Linked DNA regions of Mus musculus: all the other regions are linked to region 2. The links are chromatin contacts, called in public Hi-C and HiChIP or PLAC-seq maps. All regions are on one chromosome and are shown on one strand. The core of a region is the stretch at or near the end of the contact, and the rest is flanking DNA. Distances in the headings are between cores, read along the strand shown. Region 1 overlaps Cfap299 (cilia and flagella associated protein 299). Region 2 holds the start of Bmp3 (bone morphogenetic protein 3). Region 3 has its middle 86 kb from the start of Rasgef1b. Region 4 overlaps Cfap299 (cilia and flagella associated protein 299).

Region 1 (5,549 bases), core at 2,457-4,956, 440 kb before region 2:
GAAAGCTGGTCATGGGGACTTTCCTGCCTGGAATTGACAGTCAAACAAGCTGCCTCGTAGGTACTTGGAAATATTTTCTTCTGTGATTTCACACTTACTAAGTTAAATGAGTGACAGATATTTTAATCCACTAAGTCCCTTTGGCTTGGATAGATTCACAGAGTAAGAGGAAATACCCTTTTAATATGTTCTTTGAGTACCTAGAGTGCTATTTGAACTTGACTCATTATAAATGTTGATATGTGGTAAATTACTTCAGGTGATACATATTTGTTGGTTCTACATATTTGCATATACACATAAACACACACACACACACACACACACACACACACACACACACACACACGTTCTACTTGACACCACCATGTATCATGCCCTTGGTTTCTAAGGTACTGGCTGTAGTTTTGAGTTTGGTAGACGGGTTCCTCTGAGCCAACGTTATTTTGTAGTATAATTCTTGCCCCCTTGTGTAGATCATTCTCCAATGCCCTCCAGACCTCTGTAGCCATATTCCATCATAACACTCATTCTAAATAGAATTCTCCATTTTACTCCTTTGTCCTATATAAAGCTAAGTCTCCTGCTGAAGACACAATTTTAGTTTTACTTTTTAGCAGTCATCTAAAGTAGAGGCTATTCATTTCATGTCACACAGGGCTTCTGTACTTATTGATCTTCTGAACCATTATCCCTGCTGTTCTTTGTTGTGGCACTGTGCCTGGGGATGTATGACCACATAATTACTCATCCCAGATAGGGAACCAATGGTGGTCAAAGGAGGGAAAAAATGTCCAGACCAACTCAGGGAACTAATGAAATTATTAGTGTGACTTACAGGAGTATGGGGGAGGAATTACAGGAGTGGAAATAACTCACAAACAGATATACCCACAAAGCCTTTCCCTGAGTGTATGACAGCTCATGAAAGTTGTAAGCCTGGAGCTCACTGTTCAACTGGGAGGTCGCCTGACAGTTGCTGCTTTGTTAAATGGACATGTAGTCAATTTTTCTTCTGAAAATTTGTTTCTACGGACAGATTACTCTTTCTCTCAGCCTTGGGCAGAGAATGTTTCTGTTTGCCATGGTTCACAGTCAATGCTTGGACTCATAGCTGGTCAAAGGGGTGAGAAGAAAAGATGGTTCAGTGTTTTAGTCCTAAACATGACGTTCCTCTTACCCCTTTCAGGGATCAGGGAGCACCACAGACGAGGACGGGATAATGTAAGGGCCAGAGGATGGGAAGTGGGATGCTATGAACTGTTATTCACCCATGATTGCACAGCAGCAATGGTTGCATATACATGACCTGCACAAGTGTGGGTCCATCAGCATTCCCTCCTGATGGGAGAGGAGTTGACCGGCTCCTTCCCAGAACTGCAATCAGTTGATGGCTGCTGGGAAAGAGATCCGTACTATATTCCTCAGTGGTATAGTCACTGGGAAGTTATCCTTGCTAAGTAAATAATTCCCTACCCACCACCCATGCTCATAGGAGCAATCCTAATTGAACTCAGCAAGTCTCAAGCAAACAACAAAAAATATGGGAGTATGAAAGGGATTTGTTGAGAAGAATAGGCTCATTGGGAAAGAAAAGGAGATAAAATAGATAAGGGAGGGATTTGCTCAGAGTGCGTTGTGTACAATGTACATGATATTTTGAAAGAACAATTTTAAAAGTTTACAAATGAAACAAAATGGACCCAATTTAGTGTAATCTAAATGTTTATTTAATGGAAATAATCCTGACATTCTTATTACAGATATTTATCTGCCTCACTGACATAACAAAACACAACAGCTTAGGTGACTTAAAGAATGAAACTTACTTTATAATTCTTTGGGTCACAGTACAAAACTAAGGTGTGGTCAGCACTCATTTCTGGTTGAAGCCCTCTTTCTGACTCACAGATGGCTTTGAAATTCACTCTCACGTGGTCTGTTCTTTTTCATAATGACATGGGTCCTAGCGGATTAGGTCATGCCCTCATGACCTCATTCAGCCATAATCTCAAATGATCATATCTCTGAAGAGTCTCCCCCTGGTTAGAGATTTTGTAAAGGAACTGGAGTGCAGGCAGAATAGAGTCCCTGAGGCGATGTTTTTGACTATATAGTATCAGTATTTGCACAGACTTCTATACACAAACACTAAGGTATTGCCAACAGGGCCTGGTCTACATCAGCTATAAGTGTCTGCAATATCTTACCTTCTAGCTAACATATTGAATCAGAAAGGCATAATAATATCTATATTTAGCTAAAACGATGTTTGTTTGGCTAACTTTGACTAAATAATGAAACAAATAGTCTTGACTTTCTTTTGTGAAACACACACACACACACACACACACACACACACACACATACACACACACACACACACAAAGTGTACAGTGTAATTAAGAAATCTTATGCCAAGTTGTGGAACAAAAATTAGAGACCAACTTACAACTTCCTAAGTATGTGGGAGGTTGGTAGATCCTTTCTATTCCCAACCTACCAAGAGCAGGCTGCAGTTTCCTTTCATTACTGGTTTTGAAACCAAGTGCAGCCTCACACCGCTGCCATGTTAAATGGTGTGTAGGATTTCTGCATTTTACTCCATGTTAGCATTCTCTAAAAGAACAGAATATTTTTACAGCTGTAAGACACTGTCAATAGGACAAATTAGAAACCTACAGATTAGAAAACCAGTCTTCACTAACCTTACATCTGTTAGAGGGCTAATATCCAAAATATATAAAGAACTCAAGAAGTGAACCTCCCAAAACTAAATATCCCAATTAAAAAATGGGGTATAGAGCTAAACAGGCTAAACAAAGAATTCACAACAGAAGGATCTCAAAAAGCTGAGAAGCACTTAAAGAGTTGTTCAAAGTCTTTAGTCATCAGGGAAATGCAAATCAAAATGACCCTGAGATTCCACCTCACACCAATCAGAATGGCTAAGAGCAAAAACTCAGGTGACAGCACATTCTGGAGAGGATGTGGAGAAAGAAGAACACTCCTCCATTGCTGCGGGGACTGCAAAGTGGTGCTTCCAAGGTGGAACTCAGTCTGCTGGTTCCTTAGAAAATTGGAAATAGCTCTACCTGAAGACGCAGTTATAACCCTCTACCTTTCTTGGTAGTGTAACTTAGATCAATAAAATCTCTGAGCAGAAAAGTAGGCTAAGTTCTCCTAGAAGGTTCTGGGAAAGAGCTTTGTCCCTTGCATGAGATTCCTGAGCCTGAAAGGAAAGGAAGGGTGAGTTGTGAGGTCAGAGGCAGACTGTAAAATGGCCTGCAGATCCCGGAGCAACCTGTAGGGGGCTCTGACTTTATGTCCTACATTGCCTGTCCAGTCCACATTCTAGAAAGTGTTGCCTTTTTATGAGGGAATTAAAGTAAATTTTTGTCTCCTGTAACAACATCCACACCCCTCAGGGTCTCAGGAGAGTAAGGAAGGAAAACCAAGAGAAGAAACAGTGATGTAATAAAATTAAACACACACACACACACACACACACACACACACACACACACAGGCGCGCGTGCGCGGGCGCGAGCACGTAGGAATAGCAGACCCAGACCAGTTCTAACTTTTCCCCAAACTCTGAACTTTTATTTAAGTTGTGTTTTCCTTGAACATAGAGGGGAGCGGTACTTGTGAAGCAGTCAGTCCTAAAGCAAACCAAACAGGGCTTCTGTGGAATAAACACGTCATCTGATTAACATTCTCAGCTCCCAGGAGCAGCCCTGCACTCCCAAGCCGTGATTCACCGTAGGGGATGCCCAACGGTTCTGTCATTCAGCAACCTGGGAAGAAACAGTTTCTCTCAGAAGTCCAGCGAGTACAGAGACTGCCAGGCTTTTAGGTTCTTGCTGAAATTCTATAAATGAGATTACCTGAAAAAAAAAATCAGCATTCTTTGAAAATCAAAATGATTATCTGGTCATTTAATATGGCATAATTAACAACCAAGGGGAAGAAAGTTTCCCTGTGATGTCCTCCTTGTAGGCGTGGCCTTGTCTTAAATGTAAGAAATGGACTAAAGTGAGTTAGAAGCCTTCGGGAGGGAGTAGGAAGGTGAGGAGTTAGAAGCTTTCCTGAGGGGCTGGAGGTATGGATAGATTTCCTTAGCTTCTGAGTTCCATTCGAAGAACCTACTTGGGCAGCTCAGAATTGCCATAGCTCCAGCTGCAAAGGATGATCCTCTGTGGGCGTCACACGCAGGTTGCTCTCTCTCTCTCTCTCTCTCTCTCTCTCTCTCTCTCTCTCTCTCTGTCTCTCATACACATACACAGTTATGCACGCACATGCACACACACAGGCGCACACACATATGTACTCAGAGGCTCACACATGAGCACACACACATGTGCACACAGACACAGTCTCACATACACAAAATGAAATTTAAAAATATTTTTAAAGATTTATTTATTTATTTTATGTATATGAATACATTGTCACTGTCTTCAGACACACACCAGAAGAGAGCATCGGCTTCCATTGCAGATGGTTGTGAGCCACAGTGTGGTTGCTGGGAATTGAACTAAGTACCTCTGGAAGAGCAGCCAGTGCTCTTAACTCCTGAGGCATCTCTCCAGCCCTAAAATGTGTTTTAACAAAGAAGTACTTTCCTATAAAAAGGAGCCCCAAGGAGCCCCAGTAGCACAATCAGTTCTTGTGTGGTTCTTATATGTAAAAGAGTAGAACATGTAAATCACAGAGTGATTCTGTGACTAGCCAATGCCCCATTCCATTCCAAGACTTTGTAAGTTCTATGTGTATTGCTCACATACGTTTGATTATACATAGTACACAAAGTATGAAGAGACCCCAGTCCATTTTCAAACAACACCCGAATTAAGTACCAAGTCTCTGGAGTTATACTGCAGAATGTGTCAGAGGGCCCCCAGCTTTGACAGCCCTCTGTTGAGGTTTGGTCTTTTGTTTGTATTGTAATGCTGAATACTGGCTCCCAAGGCCTGGGTATCCCCAGGGAGGAGAAAATCTGCTTATACATGCTATGCAACCTTGCTCCCCAAGTTATCCCCTATTAGTTAAATAAAGATACTGACAGCCAATAGCTGAGCAGAAGAGACATAGGTGAAGAAGTTTGGGGTTTCCAGGCTTGGGGTCAGAGGAGAACCACGAGGAGGGAGAGAAGAAAATGGAGAGAGGAGGAAGCTGCCTTGGGGTAGCCAATTGGAGTTAAGAGCTGCTCAGATGGGACATGGCAAACTATAACTTGGGATTACTGATGGCGAAGCACATTCTAATAAAATAGATGGGGTATCTGCCCAGCTCTAGTGCTGGATAAGGCTTATTATAAATATAAAGGTTGTGTGTCTTTTATCTGGGAACTGAACAATCAAAAGCTGTCACCTGCTGGTACATTTGCCAGCAGTAGGGCTATGGTAGAGGACCATTAGCCCTTTCTTTCCAATGTGAAGGACTTCACTCACAGTCCCCCTGAAGCCAGCCACAAAAGCTGGCTTTTCTCCTCACCTGTCTACTCTAGAGCATAAGGAGTCAGCAACTCATTGCCTCAGTGTGGG
Region 2 (5,668 bases), core at 2,508-5,007:
GCTGCAAATGCAGCCTTACAGGATGCAATGTTAACTCTCCCGGGGCTGTTGGAACAAATGAGGATTCACTCCCGGGGCACCAACGACAGACCAACACCAACAAACAACTCTGTCCAATCCAGCTCATTTAATTGTGGTTACATATAGGAGCACGGGTAAGGGGCTATCTACAAGAGCCTGAGCAACTAACCAGTGTCTACATCAATAAAGAAGAGCCCTTGCCCAAAAATCACTAACTGCTTACATTTTCACGGGGAGCAGGATGGGGCCTCACATGCTGCCTGCTCCTCAAAATACCTCCTCCTTATCCTCAGAGAAATGTTAGTGAAAATCTTATGTAGGTTATCACAACTGCCCTAGCTATGCCATAGTGAGTATTCAATAACCATTCTGATGGGGAGATTTTAGTATTTGGTTACACATAGTGCTTAAGTATATATATATTCTATATCACACTGCACATTCACATATATATATATATATATATATATATATATATATATATATATATATAGATCTAGGCTTTTGTAGCCAAAAGTAGAGATCAATTCAACAAACTCCACTAAAATTCAAATTGTGTTTTGCTGTGGTTTGTAGCAATAAGAAAGCCTTTCTTCAACTCTTTGCATTTAAGAAAGAGATGAGAATGAGTCCCTGTCTCCATAGCTAAATGAAAAAGTAACACTAGGGTAAAGCAGAAGTGTCCTATTACTAAAAATTAAAATGACATTTTGGACATGGTGGTTCAATATTTTAACCCCAGAACTCCGGAGGCAGAGGCCAGCAGCTCTCTGTTACTTTGAGGCCAATTTGGTCTGCACAACAAGTTCCTGGACAGCCAGGGCAATACAGAGAAGCCCTGTCTTGAAGAACCATCTAAACAAACCAAAATTAAAACAGCTCAATCTGACACAATAAAGGAATCAGGTACAAGACCAGAGATGTATTTGTACCAGTGATGTATTGAGCTCTGAAGTCCCCTCCGTAAATGAAGAAACGCTAAACCCGAATCTGACCAGAATTAGAAAGCCTATGATCTAGTTGTTTACTGTTTTAGAAGAGCAGGCATCAAAAGATGCTAACAACATTGAAACTATTTCGATGACTAGCTCTGAGACTCTATGGCTCTGACAACAGAAATCACACTCCTGCTGTCTTGACATATCCCACAGAGGCAGCCTCAGGAGGGCTGATGAGGGAGCAGTTCATTTCCAATGCAGTTTGCTTTCAAATCAATTCCCTCAAGAGTTGCTTAGGAGATGGGCACCTCTATTTGTCTTTTCTAGACACACCACTCCTGGATTCCCTGTTTCCTCTATGGCCCAGTCATTGGTAGGGCATTTATGTACATGACATAAAACAGTTTAGGGTTTAGATTTCTCCTAGTGTTACCACTTGGTTCAATGGTTTCCATATCCAGATACTAGTCTCTGAGTTACAGCTGAAAGACCCTAATAGGGATCACTCCACTACGTCGAACACCTCCTTTACTTTGCTTGGTTCAAATCTAATAGTTGGTCACTAAAGTATAAAGACGGATATAGTTTGATAACATACTGACAGGCCATTTTCCTCAAACTCAGACAACTCTCCCTAAGCAATTAAAATATCTTGGGAACTATGTTAATATTACACACACACACACACACACACACACACACACACACACACACCCATCACCAACATTCTTATCCCCTCCCTTGCTCCCTCCCTTCGTCTTCCCTCTCCTTTGGAAGGGTCTTAGTCTTGCTATATAGACTAGGGTCTGGTTTCCAATGTACAATCCCCCAAATATTGGGCCTTCTGTGTAAGTGTGTGTGTGTGTGTGTGTGTGTGTGTGTGTGTTATTTGAGCAATGGAGAAAATACAAGCACAGAGAAGTGAAGGTTTATTCAGTTAGGAAGGAGCGAAGGCATGCAGGTATGCAGCATTTCCAGTCCCCGTGCAGTGGCTTGGTACAAATTAAAAGAACCATATAGATTATAGGGCAACAAATTGTGCAGTGGAAATATGAACCAGAGTTAAAGGCATGAGGGAAGCAGTTCCTTGGAGATACCGAGAGAAAGAGGATAGAGTTTCCATCCTGAGGGCTCTGGCTGTGAGAAACTATCTACTGATGGGTCACAGTGACCACGTTGTGCAGGAGGAGTGGAGGACTTCCTTCTCCATCTGGCTTTGCTTTGAGGCAGAGCAGGAAGCTGCTGCAAGGACATTTCACACAACTGAGAAAAAGCAGAGAGGGGAGGGAACACAAAGGCTCACAGGGGAAATCAAAGGGTTAGCCTTCCAGTGCCTATTGAATTTTGCAATTAGGTTTTTATTATTAATCACAAAAGCTATTATGTGTTCTATGCCAGGCGAAGCTCACCCACATGATCTCATTGGAGCCTCTCGACCACTCTTGAAGTCTATGGCATTATCTGCAGAGCTGTTCCCAGGGTGACTAAGGGCAGAATTCAAACAGCTGAACAGTGGGTTGAGAAGTGACTGAGAGGGGGAGACCATGGTCTGCATTTGGGATACATTTGGGATAATTTGGGATAAAAGGATTGAGAGTCTACTAAAGACCAGACCTGTGCCACTCACTGAGTACTGGTTTCTAGTATTACTCCAACAAAACTCTAGGAGGGTTTATCATTCCCCAACAAAGGAGAAACTAAATGTTGAAGGCTCATTGTGACCTGCGAACCTATTTCTTTTCAAAAATGTCAATGCACCAGAGATGGGACAGTTTCCCAAAAGGGACATTGACTGAGAGTCCTACTGCCAGGAGCCATGGCAAGGGCATAGTCTGCTTAAGCCAATTTAAATGTCCGTTCCATTCTTAAGTATGTAGAGATCCTAGAGTAGAAGTCAGGCAAGTCAGGCTCCCTGGGTTTGGAGCCCAGTTCTGCCACCTGCTAGGAATCATCTTTTCTCTCAGTCTTTTAGTCTGCAACATGGGATTTGTTTGAAGGTTCTTTGAAAACAATGCACAATGCCTACGGCCCATGATTTGTGATATAGGCCTGGATCCCGCGTGCTAGAGAGGCTGAAGCAGCAGGGGTCTGAGGTCAAGGCCAGCCCTGGCTACACAGTGAAATCCTGTCTGGACACAGGGGATGACAAGTACCTAGGATATGTTATTTGCAGTAAACAGTGCTGGCTAGCAGTTTAATGTTTCTCTGACACCATAGGGTGCTGGCATGGCGTGGACAACAGAACTAGTTATATTCGAGTCTGCACACCAGGTTCTTCCTAAAGGCCCTGACTCATTCTCACATCAGCTGTCTTCAAGGAAACCTATTGAGAGAGGTCTGACAGTGCGAGCTGGACTTGTGGTAGTTAGCTTATCTTTTTAAAACATGGGGTGGAATTTCATTTTGTTTATCTCCTCCGAAGAAGATGAGGATGTATGTGAAAAGAAACTCTATGAAGAATAAGCTGTAGGAGGGCAGCGCAGGTGTCTGGGTACAGGGCCCTTCCAAGTGTCCCAGGGAAGGAGCCAACTGTGGTGTTCGTATAGTGGTGATTTTATATGGAATCAGCGGAATACAAAGCAAACTGCAAATAGCCAAAACCTCTACAACAAACAAAGGGAACAAAAAACAAAAAATAAAATAAGAACAAATAAGGGAAAAGAAACTGCTACTTGCCTCTGCCTTTTTGCTAGGAGGAATGTAGCCACTTGTGCTCAGATTTTTTAAAAAGTCCCTCCTACTCTTCCTCCATCCTCCCCTCGCCAGCGCCACCTGCCCCTCCCCGTGCGCCCTCCCTAGTCTCTCCCTACCCTTCTGGTTCTGGCTCCCTGGTTACTTCGCTCCAGGCTTCTCTCTTCTGGAGGTAGTCTTGCTCCAGCTGCCTTAGGAAGGCGAGCCAGAGGCTAGAGGGAGAACTCGCTGCAGGCGGACCGGACAGATCAGATCAGGACAAGAAGGAACAGAACCAGTCTCTCTATCTCTGTCTCTCTGTTCGTCACTGTCTCTGTGTCTCTGTCTCCCTGTCTCCCTCTTTCTCTGTCTGTCTGTCTGTCTTCACACACACACACACACACACACACACACACACACACACACACACACCACACGTCCTCTGAGAACTCAGCTGGCTGCGACAGCGCACACCCCGCCCCGGCACGCGTCCCAGGCTGGTGGAGCGCAGATCCAGATCCCCATAGCGGCAGCCCGGCCGGGTGTTCCCAGTCTCAGGTGGCACGGAAGGGAGAGCCCGCGCTTGACAACTCGGCTGCGCTCGCCCAGACCTTCCGCCCTCCGGCTGGCCGGCGAGAGGAGCTGAGCGGGCGCGGCTGCCACCCAGAGCCCACCTGCCGACCCTCGCGGCCTCGCTCCAGCTGTGCCCGGCTCTCAGTGTCCCGCTCCGCAGCTGGAGCACCACCCCGGCTCTGCCGCCGTCCCTTTCGCCTCCGAGGTGTCGCGGGCGACCCGAAGTAGAGCGGTGCGACAGCAGGACTTCGCTATGGCCGGGGCGCGCGGGCTGCTCTGTCTATGGCTAGGTTACTTCTGCCTGAACCTGGCACAGGGACAGAGACCAAACTTGCACCTCCCGGGACTCCGTGAGACTGAGCCAAGCGACCGCGCGACAGGTGGTAGCCCGAGTCCGGACCTGAGGCCGCACGACAAGGTGTCGGAGCATATGCTGTGGCTCTATGACAGGTACAGCGGCAGCAGTAGAGTCCAGGCTACCCGGACACCGGGCTCGCAGCTCCCGGGTCCTCAGCCCCTGCGCGGTGGTAACACGGTCCGCAGCTTCAGAGCCGCAGCCGCAGGTGAGTGGGAGGGAGAGGGAGCCCATCCCACCCCGGGGTGCAGAGGACAGCCCCTCCCGCCGTGCCACTCCACTCCGCTGTCTCCTGGCGGTACACTGTAGGGACCTTTCTCATATGCTGCCGTCTGGTCCCCTCTGCCCTCTCGGAATTTTCCAGGGACGTTCCGGATAAGCCTAGTTTGAGCCCAACTGAGACGGGAAAGCAGAAGAAAAGCTGGGACAGTGGCAAGGCTTAGTTAGAGGTGCAGCAGGAAAGAGGCCAAGGGAGGACACCCAGGGTCCAGAAGCCCTCTTCCAGGCACCCCTACGGAGATCTTATGCTGATGATTTAATTGCTCTGCTCGGCATAAATTCCCTCCGACGGGCTTTGGCAGCGTTTAGATCGAAGTGAATGCCATGTTATGCCAACCCTGGGCCCAGAGAGAGAAAAGCATACTCAACAGGCACTTCTCCAGACACAGAACTCACTCTTAACTCCTGCGACCTTTGGGTTGCTATATCTGACACGTTCTTCTTGATAGTCCCCTAGTGGCAAACACACAAACAAAACCAGGTGCGTGAGTGTTTAGATTATTTCTAACCCATCTGGCAAATAAGTCTTGCGAGATCCAAGCTGGGAAGCGTTAGCTTGGGAAGAGACCTCCTCTGGTGGAGAGTAAACACCTCTTAGTATCAGCGATGAAAATCTCATCTTCCCGGTTTTTTTTTTTTTTTTGGTTTATTTTTTTCAACACAGATCCTTGAGGCTGAAATTCATGGCTTAAAGCCACCCCACCCCACCCCTGCCAGCTCCTGTGCTGAAGCGAACAGTTTATAATAACAGGGTGAGGGCAAAATCTCTGGACACTCACTGTTGATCTGCTTTAAGGATGCACTAGGGTTTGTGTACATTACCTTCAGGATT
Region 3 (6,051 bases), core at 606-3,105, 310 kb after region 2:
CCCAAGTAATTACAAAAAATGTGGCATCTGACCGTAACTTTATGACAAAAGTGTGTGGCCAAAGTCAGGAACTGGAAAAAAAAATTAAGTATGTCCTTCACCAGCTTCACCACACACAGGTTCTCTATAATAAAACTGTGTTCTATTCTCCAATAAAATTGGGTTATAAGGTAAAAGACTCTCTACACACAGACATGCCATTATGTTGGAAATGACAGTGACAGGCAGTGCACTGAAGGCTGGGGAGTTGTGTGGACAGGCTTTTCTGTTGTACTCAAGTCAGCATTTCTTTATCTTGTGATGTGTGGGTCTGAGTGTTTGTGTGTGTGTGTGTTTGTGTGTGTGTGTCTGTGTGTCTGTGTGCTCACACACACACCAATGTGTATCTATGTAGTGTCTCTACATGGAGCTGTGTGTTTGTATGTGTGTGCATGTACCTGTGTGTATCTGTGCATGTGTCTCTGTGTTTGAATGTGTTTGTGTGTGTGTGTATACGAGTGTGTGTGCGCACACGTGTGCGTGTTTGCATGTACCTGTATTTCTATATGTGTCTCTGTGTTTGTATGTGTGTGTCTCTGTGTGTGCCCGTGTGTATTTGTGTGTGTGTGCCTGTGTGTCTGGATATTTATGTGTGTGTGTGTGTGTGTGTGTGTGTGTGTGTGTGTGTGTGTGTGCCTGTGTATGTCTGCGTATTTATATGTGTGTCTGTATGTGCACATGCCTATGTGTATCTGTGTGTGTCTCTATGTGTGGCTGTGTGTTTGTATGTGTTGGTATATGTCTGTGTGCATTTGTATGTGTGTGTGTACGTCTGTATGTACTTTTGTGTTTGTATGTGTGTGTGTGCATGCACCTGTGTGCATCTGTGTGTCTTTATGTGTGGCTGTGTGTTTGACTTTGGTTGTGTGTGTGTATGTGTGTGTGCATGCATAGGCATGTATCTGTGTATGTGTTTCTTTGTATTTGTATGTGTGTGTCTCTGTGTGTGCCAGTATGTATTTGTATGTGTGTGTGTGCTTATATATGTGCCTGTGTGTGTCTGTGTATTTCTGTGTGTATGTCTGTGTGTGTTTGAATGTATGTGTGCCCTGTTATGTCTTACATCATGCTATTGTTCCACAGAGGACAGTTTCAGAAATAAATGCTAGGGTGAGTGCTACTTGGTATACTGTAAGATGCAACAATTTCATGAAGCCATAGACAGAAAAGATTACCTGTACTATTAGATTTTAATATTGTTTTATTGTGTTAACATTGTAGTTGGTGAAAGTATCTTTGAAAGGATTATCGCTCATAAAGTAACAATAACTAATCTTTATGGTTACTGTATATCTTCTGGAGATTTGTCTAGGCATTTTACAGGTATTACCACATTTAATCTTCCCAGGAGCCTTCTAAAGTAGTAACATTTATCTCCCCAGATTACAGCTGAAAAGATAGAAACCGGGGTCACTGGTGGAGACCCTTAAGCCCATGGCTGTCAGAGTTCAGCTCTGCTCTGGGCCATTGGGATCTGTTTCTCCGTGGTCACATTTTTCTCTACACTCAAATAGGAAATTATTCAAACCCTGATTCTAACGTTACTCATGGCCACACTGTATAATCAGTCATACCTACAAGTCTTGTAGCAATTAAAATGATCCTGTCCTTTCTAACCTGCGTTTGCAGGTTAAATAACAATGTAAGGGTCTGGGTACTGAGTGTTCTATGATTTGAAATCGATATGAACTACAAGAGAAAGGCCACAGGGGAGGTTGAGCAGCTGTATGCCGTAGAAACGTTAAGGTCCCTCTGGGTGGCATATTATATGAGTCTCTAGAGAGTGTGTGAGGGGGCTGGGAGTGGGTACAGGAGAATATTTATCTTCAATATACCCTGAGTATGAGAAAATTGGTTGCAGATGGCTCACAGCTGTAAGGAATACCTTTGTTTCATTTGAAACTTGGTATAAATCTCTTCCTTAAACTACCTGCTCCCATGACTTTTAATTTAGAGGCTGTTGGGTAAATCCCTGTATATGACCCCCATATATCATCATAAAAGTGGTGGGGTGGCTTGGGCCAGAAACCCCTGGGAAAGTCCCTAGATTTATTGAAAGGTTGGATTGCTTGAGGCAATTTGGGAAGCTTGAGTAAGGGCCTTTATTGGTTATCAACATAGTAAGAAGAAATCTATTTTTTACAAGAGGGTGGTTTAAGGGAAACAAATCCCTTTTAGCTAACTGCTTTGTTCTGCTTTGTTTTGTTTTCCTAAAAACTCCTATGTGAGAATTAGTGGAGTTTATTTTGATAATGTTTGGGAAGATGGAAATATTATTTTGTTAGTTGGACTAAAACGGACTGAGAGTTGGGGAGATAGTCCACATGTTTTCTATAGAAAGCCAGCATCTGTTGGACCAAGAACCAGTGGTCTCCTTGGTGAGGAGGCTGAGCTGAGGATAATGGAAGAGGTTATGGTTTCATGAGGTTCATGTTAATGTATTTCACCTTTGAAAAGAGATTTTTTTTCTGTAACTGTGTGTTTGTATCATTCAAGTTTTCACTAGTTCTGCCAAGTAACTTTATATATTTTTAAAAGAACTTTTCTTAAATATTGGAAGTTATAACAACTTCACTGCTTTTCTTTCTCATTATGGAAGGCTCAAGGGTCACTCATTATCTCACACCAGGTCTTTGAATGGTGAAACCTCAGTACTCGGTGCTATCATCCTCTGGTTCCTTGGAAGTTTGGGGTGGACATGTTGGGTGGACATGCTGCCCTTATATGGTCTCATGAATACTTGTATTAAGTCCAGGCTGACAGCGAACCCATTCTGACCTCCTTGTGTGGTTCCAGGAGCCCTCATGAGGTTTTCAAGACAGAGTGGATGAGGAGATAAGGTAGGCCCAGTGGAAGGTGGATAAATGTGTGTATGGCTTGTATGCCATTTATGGTTCAACTATTCACGTTTGTGTTTTAGCTTTAGACAGACAGGAGATACAGGACAAGATGGCAGGCTGTGGTGCTCCAGGCTGTCTAAGAGATGCTGGGAAGTTGACACAACTGGACTTCAACTCTGTTGAAGGGTCATGCTTTTGTTTCCATCATTTAGCCAGTGACTTGGTCTCAGAAATGACAATGTTTAAAAACTGTGCAAAGAATCCCACCTAAGGCATTTCCACTCTTACCAAAGTCATTGTGTGGTAGGAGGACACCCTGACCGTTGGTGACAAGGCCCCTGTATAGACACAGGACAAATGTGTCCCTTTATACACTCAAATGAGCTTTCCATTTCTGGGTTCTACAGTGATGTAATTGTATGTGTGCAAGGAAGGTTCTGATGTTAAAGTCCTGATCCCCAACTGGTTCTTGATTTGTCAGTAAATAAGGACAATTGCTGGGCAGAAGGTACAGGCACAACTTCTGGGTCCGAGGAGGGTAAGGGTGACACGGAAGGAGAGAGAGCTTTATCTGCCATGCTTTGGAGAAAGAAGAACGAAACAACCATGTAAGATCTCGGGGCACAGGGGTGGGCAGAGGGCATGAGCTTCCACTATGGCCTCTACTACTGGCAGGTGGCCAAGGATGTTTGGTGGGTGCTTCGTGGGACTAGCCACTGAAATTTAGGGCAAGTGGAAAGACAGAGATAATAAATGGTAAGGCCATGCTTTTCCAGGCAGGAGAAAGTAATGCCCAGCAATTGTGCCTAGAAGGCAAGTTAAAAGTAACAAATTTAGTGCGTGTGTCTTTTACCCGAGGCTTCAAGAGTCTCCAGTGGGATCTGGTGGCATGCATGGTCACCTCCAGGAGCTAAAGGCTGGTAAAGCAAAAGGGAAGCTGGGAGGGGCCAATAGCGGGGCAATTCCAGGCAAAGGCGCTAGCTTTGTAAAACTACACTCAACAGTATGTGTATTCAAGATATGAAAATCAAGTAGTAAAGTTCAAAATGGGAAAACCCAGATAAGCTGAAATCTTTCTACATAAAAATAAATATTTTTTTTTACGATCAGATAAATATTTTTCAAAGACTCTTCTCATAGATAAGTAAAGGAAATAGAGAGAGAGACTTGGAGAAATAGGAGCGGGGGTGGGGGGATCAGACAGCCCACAAACAGTATTCATGACTGTGGTTGCTCTTGGGGTATAGACTTATTGCACTTATTTTATTTTTATAATGCAGATCTTATTTCCAAGTTATCCCAAACGCTTTCCTTACCTTGCTCCCTACTAGTGCACCTTAGTTTTCCTGGTTTAGGCAGGGCTCAGTAGATTACGTTGAACGAGTTCCACATTTCTCTGTGTTTGGAGCTTAGTTGATCTCCACCTTGATTCAGCAGCCCAGCTCACCCTGAGCCTAAGGGCTCTCCTGTTTTCTTGAGCTGTGAAGAATATCTGAGGAGGGAGGGGAAAGAGGAGGAGGCGGTCATTTGATTGAAACACATCATATACATACATCTATAAAATTCCCAGACAATAAAATCTTTAAAAAATAATAATAACAACAACGCCTAAAGACCCACACGACTCTTTTGGCACTTGGCCTCTGTTGCTTTTTACTGTTTGGTTTGGGGTGGGGGTTTTGTATTGTTGTTTTTCTTTCCTTGACACCCGGGGCTTTCCATCCAGTGAGGGGACAATGAAGATGCTTAACCAAGAGACGTCAGCTGAGAACTCCAGGATTACCCACTGGACTCTGTATTTTGCAGAAATCGGTTAACTGATTTGCCTCCCACTTGCTTTACAGAGTTGATGAGAAGTCTGAAGGATCAAAATGCTGAGGCGTCAGAGGAGGACTCACCAATATAAATGTAGGGACACCTCAGGAGGGGCTAGGAGGTCAGCAGGGACCCATAGAGACTTTCCTGACAACTTGAGGACGTCCATGAACAGATTTGTGCAAAGTCCAATTAAATGAGCACAAAGATGAAGTGACATCTTTACAGGGATGCTAAGGCTTTGGTGCTCTTGGATTTAGAAAGGATGAAACTGGGGTTTGGGGTTGGGATTGCCTGTGAGGCAAGAGGGAAAAATGCTTAGAGGGTTCCTCTGGGGACAATACTGTAAGCCGAGAGGGAACAAGTGTCACACTGGGAGGCCTTGGTTAATTGTGTATCATAAACCTGCTGGAAAATCCCGTGTATGGGAAAGACAGAAAAACCTTGGGGAACAAGATTCATAATTGAGACCATACACATGTCTGTTACTCGGGCTTTAGGCAACTGAAGTGTGCATACCACCAAGGCTTGGCTTTGCACTGTTAGAAACACAAAGCAATTCTGTGTCTTCTGCGGAGGAAGTTGTAGCTTGCTGTTAAACTTAGGCAATGAAGAGCCCGGGTTGACTTTGGATCTATGACTCCATGTGTGTGCTGTCAGGTGGCAGATACAAGTACACTTGCACACACTCAGGCTAAATCAGTGTGTGCACAGACCCAGTATACAGACACACTTGCACACTCTCAGGCCGAGCCCATCTCTCAGAACGTGCAATGGATGTCCCACATTCATGCCATACTGAAACAGGGGCTCTGCCACCATCCTGGACACAAACCCCAAGGGAACCTTTTGCCAACCTCTAAGGAGTGGCAATCTTTCTGTCACGATCGCTGGAATACCTCACAAGTACTCTATCTACTTTGCCCAAGCCTGCAGGAAGCTCTCTTCTAAAGCAAACTATGTCTTGTAATGAAAGTACAGTAACAGGTCACGGGCTTCAGGGTCAGACTGGCCTGACTCGGGGTCTCAGCTTTGTGATCTACAGGAAGTCATTCTCAACCAAAACTCTAAATATTAGTTATGTCGTCAGTGAACTGTATGCAATTCATGCCCCCACAGGTTTGACAGCACACACAATGTTATAAAAGTAACAGTTCCTGTACCACACTGAAGACTTTATCTACACAGAGGAACAAAAGCAACTAAAGTCAACACAATTGCACTGTGTGACATTGGGGCATGTCCCGCTCGGGATGGAAAGTTCCTGATGTGAGGTCTGCTTTCCATATTCTTGGTGGCTGAGACCTCAGAAGCAGCAAGTTGTCAAGACAAGTTAATGGCCTGTGCAATAAATAAC
Region 4 (6,029 bases), core at 2,980-5,479, 480 kb before region 2:
TCACCAGAACCCAGGATCTCAGCCAGAAGCTCTGTATGTGCTCTGTGTTCCTAGACTTCCTGGTCACTCCCATTCATTCCTGCCCTTAGCCGGAACGAACCCTGCTTCTCCATCTCTCTGTGCTCATCTTGTGTTTATGTTTTTGTCCAAGCACTCAGAACTGATAAAATGTGAATCACACTTTATATTCCCCGGAGAACAAACAAACAAACGTGTTTGACCTAGATCGAGACTCTTGTAATAAGACAGAGTCATCTTAAGTAGTGAATATAATCTCTGACTGGGCGGCTGATTCGCCTGTGTTCTTGGGGAGGGGAAGGTCATGCAGGAGCTTGTTAGGCAATTCCTTGATAGCATGGCGGCTCTGGAAAATGCAGCTACAAAATCATACTATTCCACATCCAGATTTTAATTGGAGAGCAGCTTAAGATTTTTTCCAGAGTATCAGAATATTTTTTTTACATGGATCTAAAAGAGATTTTCGTCAATGTTAAGAAAGAAAATGAAGCACTGCCTTAGGTCATGAGTTTTCAAAGCAATAAAAAAAAAAAAAAGAACTGTCATGGCTGGCATCATAAGATGAGACAGACTGGGGCCAATGTGGCCACAGAAGTCCCTTGAGGATGGGTAGGATGCTAAGTGTCCACCCTTTGAGAGAGTTTACTGTTCCCTAGTAGGTACCACTCCCCTTTTGTCCTAACACCCTGTGCCCACAGCATCCATACAGGGCTACCTGACTTATCCTGGGGTGAATTTCATCTTTCTCGATATATTTATCTAATTTGTCTTTTTGATTATGACACATTTAATTTTTATGAGTTTTATATGTATCCATATTAAGTACAGTAAAAAGAAGGTCTTAGCCTGTTTGGTTCATCATTATGACCTTGCCTGTACAACCTGCTCTCTGACATAGAGAAGTGCTGAGTTGATAGTAATGGTGAATGAACACAGATAAATTGAAGAGTCTATACCGCAGGTCAGTGTGTCACTCAACTCTCATTAGAGAAGCCTCTTACTGCAGTAGATGGCAGATTGACAGCGACCCTCAGCTGTACAATGTAGAGAGGGCAAGACTTGGGAATACTCATCTCTAAATGGGATTACTGTATCTACCCTCCCCCTCCCGCCTGCTGCCCCATCTCCCCAAAGCTCACGGGTCAATGTGGAAGAGGAGGAGAAAAGATTGTAAGAGCCACTGAGGCTGAGTAATGCCAAGGAAACAGCATCTTCCACATACAACAGGACTGGCACTCACATACAGTACATACAAGACCTTCACAAGTTCAAACCAGAAGCAATCCCAGCAAGGACAAGGGGAGATGGACAAAGTGACATTTCCACTAAAGAAGTTATTTATAATGCATATTAGGTGGGAAAGGGAAAATCAGTTTTCTTTCTCCAGTGGAATGTTGCCGGGTTTATAGACTACACTCAGGAGTAATTGGCAAACACAATCATACTCCATATTTTTTTGTGTGCACTTTCTGCTTTGTTTAATACTTTTGGTTTTACTGATCATTTTTCTTCATTTCGTTGGAGAGAAGGAGAAAGAGAGAAATTTGGTGGATAGGGAGATTAGGAGGATCTGATATGAGTTGGGGAGAGAAGGACGATGACTACAATATATTGTAGGAAAAATTGAAATAAAAAGAAAAATTTACACACACACATCTACACTCACACAAGTGTGCACACATGCATGCACAATGTCTATATAGACAGAGGCAATGCCACACCTTCACAAAGGCTCTCCTAGCAAGTGTCCAGCGATGACTGAGGATGAAAATGTAGCCTCTGCCATTAATACTGCTTGGTAATATTATATCCCTGTCTCTGGCCTCGCGTCTAATGACAATCTTGCAGTTTTTCAGGGTTAGCTAATGTGTGATTCAGGCCTAAGAAGTGACTTAAGGGTTCTAAAACTGCCTGTAAGGTTTTATGTTTTTGATCTGTTCCTCAAATTTGAATTGCAAATTGAATCAAATAAAAGTATTACGTACACATTTACTGCTTGCATAAAAATGACTGTCTCTTGTAAACTACTAAAGTGTGTATGATTCTGAACACATTGAATCTGAGGGAAATAAACTTTTGATTTTATTTTTCTTAAACGTCTGGTGGCTGAAGTGGTAGTTCAGTTATGTAAAATCAATAATATATATTAAAATACTGTTGTAGTTCAAGATGTATTACTGTGAAAAGCTGCTGTGGACATTAGATCCATTTTCTATGATTTAACCAACAGTTACAAAGTAAAGCGTCAGCAAGTGCAATTTGCAAAATAACTTTAATGAAAGTCAACTGTCCTGGCTGATGTGACTTAGGTCACAGTATAGGCAACATCATTCTTTTCTCCTTCTTCTCCTTCTCCTTCTCCTTCTCCTTCTCCTTCTCCTTCTCCTTCTCCTTCTCCTTCTCCTTCTCCTTCTCCTTCTCCTTCTCCTTCTCCTTCTTTCTTTTCTCCTTCTCCTTCTGCTCTCCTCCTCCTCCTCCTCCTTATTTGCTGAAAAGCGAGTGTGATTCTTAAAACTTAGAAAAAATAGTATAGATCCACTTTGGAAAGTTTTAGGAACTACTGGGTAGTTCTACTTTGGAATGTATTTGATCTTCACAAAGACAGCTACAAAACTACAAAAAGCCGGAGTGGAGTGGTCAGGAGTATGTCCTGCAGACAGGAGGAAGGTACAGAGAATTTACACAATAACTAAAATAGAAAATAGATGAAATTACTTTAATGGTATCCTGAAAAACATTACTGTATGGATAAGCTGTGTGAATAAGGCGGAACTTTATTAGCAGAGATGCCAGAAGGGCAATTGGTACCTCCCCTTCTGTAGTCTTGACACCTCTGGATTCAAGGGGGCGTCAGCGTGAAGGCCAGTGATTAGGCACCCTTTGAAGGTGGGAATGCTTTGACTGTTTAGAATCATGCTTCTTATAGCAAACAGGGGACTCTGTGCCCCCATCAGATTTACCCATCCTGTATTTGGTTGTTTTCATTTTTACATAGCTTTGTGTGTGTGTGCGTGGTGTGTGTGTGTGTGTGTGTGTGTGTGTGTGTGTGTGTGTGTGTGGTTGTGACCAAACCTTATCCTCTTTTTTTTGAAGGCTAGAATTTAGAGCACAGAGCTGAGACTGTGTTCAAAGCTGACATAGCTAAGATCCCCATCACAGATGTAAGCGGAGGGGCAACTGGTTTGTCATCTCATATGTCTGCACATGTGTTTGTATCATAAATAATCAAAATCTAGCATGCTGCTCTGATATTACAAGATCTTCCCACGAGCGCCACTCTACTATCAGGCCATTGACTTAGGGACAAACGGAGGCAGCTCTCAATGTGCTGCCAGCCGAAGACAGAGACTCCGTGGGCATTTTACGACTTGCTTCGTTGTATCGTGACTGTTAACTTGAAGAATGACTTAGAGTGATCTCTGTGCTTAAACTCTGAAGCCTGGGTATTTGGCACAGCCTATTACACTGTCATTCTGAATGTGAACACTAGGGCAGGAGGCCTACCACAGCAGAGCAGTTTGCTGTGGGTAAGCAGAAGTGTGTGAGAGCAAGCAGGGGCAGGGCTGGAGACCTACCACAGTGGCTCATCACCAGGAAACACTGCCATGGGTGTGATCTCTCTTGCTGTGCCCCCTGGGCTGCAAGTGACAGCTCTTTCTGTTTTCAGCCTCCATTTTGGCAGTAATAGGCTATTTTTTTTTTTTTTTTCTGTGACAAGGATTAGTTGGGAGACAGCTGTTTCACAATTAGGTGTCAACTTGAAATATAGTTATATTTTCCATTCTGTTAATTTTGGAGTATTTCCAGTGCTCCTCACTTCAAATTCTGGGTGATGCATTGTCGTTTGGGGAGGGTTGGGCAGCTCATGGTTCAGAGCCCCCAGTGCTCAGCGCTTCTATTCAGTTTTATTATTTATTGGTTTTTTTTTTAATTTATTTTTTGGTTTTGTTGAAATAGGGTATTGCCCTGTGGCCCTGGCAGACCTTACATTGATAGGAATCTCTGGAGGACTGTGATCACAGGTGGGTACCACTGCCATCCTGGAAGACTGTGTCACCCATCATTTAGAGTTGATGCTGTTCCCACTGAAGCGTAGCTTGCTTTTAGTACTCTGCAGCTCCAAATCTTCAGCAGCTTGCCCTGGCTCTCTCCCCAGCTCACTTTCCCCGCCGCTTTCCTTCCTTCACAGTTATTTTCGTCGTGAGGATCTGCCCACTCTGCCTCACAGAAGTCTTGGTTGTCTGCTTCTTGTCTTAGGTCCTCTGCGTGTTGAGTCATAGAGTAACTCTCTCGTGGGGGCTGTTTATTATTTTAATGAAAGATGCTCTCTCTCTCCTGCACCCCGTTCTATGCATTTTCAATTTAAATGCATTTTTTAAAATTGAAAAAGATATTTCTTAGGTTTATGGGTGTTTGCATGTCTGTGTTGCACATACGTGCTTTGTGCCTACAGAGACCAGAGAAAAACATTGTATACCCTCAAACTGGAGGTGCACATGTTTGTGAGCCACCATATGGATGCTGGGGACCACACCCAGGTCCTTACGAAGAACAGCAAGTACTCTAATCTGTTGTGCCTTCTCTCCAGCTCCCAATTCTATTCATTATCCATGGATTAATGATACTTTAGGAAGTCTTTTTTTGATATACAATAGTAGTCTTCCTTTCCTTCTCTTTTGAGGTCTCACGATACATCATTATTTGATAGGTACATTTTACAATTTTTGTTTCGTGATGGGGCAAGACAGTACAAAGATTCCTCCGTCTTGGATTTTTGCTGAGGCTATTTCCAGGTTTAACTATAATATGATCTCCTTGATGGAGAATCCCACAGAAAACTATGCAACTCTAGCCTAGGGTGCAAAGGTCAGGATGTTCTAGTTAACATATCTTACTTAGCCTTTGTTAAAACTGCTTGTTTGTACAGAGCCTCTTTCAGCTAACTGCTTATCTTAGCTTCTGTTCAAACTGGTTGCTTTGTACTGCTTACTGTGCGAAGCTCCCTACCCGCTGCAGCTGCTGAGCAAGACATCTGGATGAGGCGAGGCATGCATCCTTAAAAATCCCGTGTTCTGGACAGTTGAGGCCACACCTAGGTCTCCACAGACGAGAGGCTTTCTCATGTGTCGGCTGGATTACGGTCTCACGGAGGACACAGGCTCTGCTTCAGTCCCACTACTTCTTCCAGAATCTCCAGTACAGTGCACGTATGTTCTCAAGAGCATTTGTGGAATAAATAACAAGAATTAAATTTTAAATCATTCAAATCAATCTGATTTTAGCATTGCAAAATGAGAATGCAGATATGTTTACGTTCTTATGTTCTTACTATGGAAGATTTCTGAATACTGAGAATTTATTTATTGGTTGTCTTACACTATTCTCTTTTAGTTTGAGATTATAATATAATTACATCATTTGCCTTCCTCTTCCTCCCCCGAAGCTCTCCTGTGTCCTCTTTAAATTCGTGACATCTTTCTTTGATTGTTTTTTTACACATATGTATATACATCTTAAACATATAAGCATACCCTGCTCAATATGTATAATTGTACAATGCCACTCATATGTATGTTTGCAGGAAATATACATATTTTTTTACCTGTCTGTTCAGTGAGCCAAAAATGTCCTTGGATCCCACTAGATTGCCCCCCCCCCACCCCCCCACAGTAGTGTCTATCTCGCCATGATGTCAGAGGGTGGTGTAGTGAACAGACGCCTGACTGATACAGTAATTCTTCCTTGCAGTCTGTGGCACACTGGGACACCAGAATGGCTTTTAAACACTGGCTCTAGGCAATACATAGTTCAGAGTAATGAGTGAACGTAGGGTGCTGGTGGACCTAGACCTGAGTTTACAGTACTTGGAGGATTCATGTGTCACCTCCAACATTAAGGCTATTACTCCTTTTTTTTCCAGTTTTTAAAATCCATTTGAAACATTAAACATGACAGAAGTAGAAAAAAAAATCTCTTATGAAGTTCTCTATGAAACGTAATTGTGACAAGTT

The links. Hi-C and Micro-C count contacts between places; a contact is called where the count stands out from the background. HiChIP or PLAC-seq counts read pairs in DNA pulled down with a chosen protein or histone mark.
Region 1: a contact with region 2 is called in a Hi-C map of adipose-derived mesenchymal stem cells, with 2.2 times the contacts expected there. The contact joins the enhancer-like site here to the promoter of Bmp3 in region 2. A contact is called at or near these places in 4 of 39 promoter capture datasets (the 3T3-L1 cell line, frontonasal cranial neural crest and liver), 1 of 15 datasets of contacts at CTCF or cohesin (the NIH/3T3 cell line), 10 of 484 Hi-C or Micro-C datasets (the HL-1 cell line, adipose-derived mesenchymal stem cells, cerebral cortex and 5 more), 8 of 115 datasets of contacts at active chromatin or transcription factors (craniofacial prominence, embryonic basal ganglia, embryonic forebrain and 5 more) and 1 of 9 other capture datasets (pancreatic islet).
Region 3: an H3K4me3 HiChIP or PLAC-seq map of embryonic limb bud shows a contact between it and region 2, with 4 times the contacts expected there. The contact joins the enhancer-like site here to the promoter of Bmp3 in region 2. A contact is called at or near these places in 11 of 39 promoter capture datasets (the 3T3-L1 cell line, 3T3-L1-derived adipocytes, the C10 cell line and 7 more), 1 of 15 datasets of contacts at CTCF or cohesin (the NIH/3T3 cell line), 9 of 484 Hi-C or Micro-C datasets (the HL-1 cell line, cerebellar granule neurons, cerebellum and 5 more), 5 of 115 datasets of contacts at active chromatin or transcription factors (the NIH/3T3 cell line, embryonic basal ganglia, embryonic forebrain and 2 more) and 2 of 9 other capture datasets (embryonic stem cells and liver).
Region 4: a contact with region 2 is called in an H3K4me3 HiChIP or PLAC-seq map of forebrain, with 8 times the contacts expected there. The contact joins the enhancer-like site here to the promoter of Bmp3 in region 2. A contact is called at or near these places in 17 of 39 promoter capture datasets (3T3-L1-derived adipocytes, the C10 cell line, the HPC-7 cell line and 11 more), 5 of 484 Hi-C or Micro-C datasets (the C10 cell line, bladder smooth muscle, epiblasts and 2 more), 13 of 115 datasets of contacts at active chromatin or transcription factors (craniofacial prominence, embryonic basal ganglia, embryonic forebrain and 8 more) and 1 of 9 other capture datasets (adipose tissue).

The regions. Positions count from the first base shown.
Region 1 is chr5:98,406,960-98,412,508 of GRCm38.p6, forward strand. All of the region lies in intron 2 of Cfap299 (cilia and flagella associated protein 299), which reads left to right. Among named protein-coding and RNA genes, the nearest start is that of Mir703, 66 kb to the right of the region's middle. Within about 2 kb of position 3,707, at least 14 of the 459 cell types and tissues checked have an H3K27ac peak or open chromatin away from gene starts, as enhancers often do. A contact at or near this core is called in adipose-derived mesenchymal stem cells and pancreatic cancer cells, where this site is marked.
Region 2 is chr5:98,850,658-98,856,325 of GRCm38.p6, forward strand. It overlaps Bmp3 (bone morphogenetic protein 3), which reads left to right and starts at 3,758. Exons shown (of 3, transcript NM_173404.5): 1 at 3,758-4,765. The coding sequence starts at 4,456. It overlaps Gm34563 (a long non-coding RNA gene), which reads right to left and starts at 3,850. Exons shown (of 3, transcript XR_389376.3): 1 at 3,770-3,850. RefSeq lists a silencer at 2,140-2,644 and a promoter at 2,982-3,845.
Region 3 is chr5:99,164,141-99,170,191 of GRCm38.p6, forward strand. No RefSeq gene overlaps it. Among named protein-coding and RNA genes, the nearest start is that of Rasgef1b, 86 kb to the right of the region's middle. Within about 2 kb of position 1,856, at least 6 of the 459 cell types and tissues checked have an H3K27ac peak or open chromatin away from gene starts, as enhancers often do. A contact at or near this core is called in embryonic limb bud, where this site is marked.
Region 4 is chr5:98,365,467-98,371,495 of GRCm38.p6, forward strand. The region is part of intron 2 of Cfap299 (cilia and flagella associated protein 299); the gene reads left to right. Among named protein-coding and RNA genes, the nearest start is that of Cfap299, 39 kb to the left of the region's middle. Within about 2 kb of position 4,230, at least 23 of the 459 cell types and tissues checked have an H3K27ac peak or open chromatin away from gene starts, as enhancers often do. A contact at or near this core is called in forebrain, where this site is marked.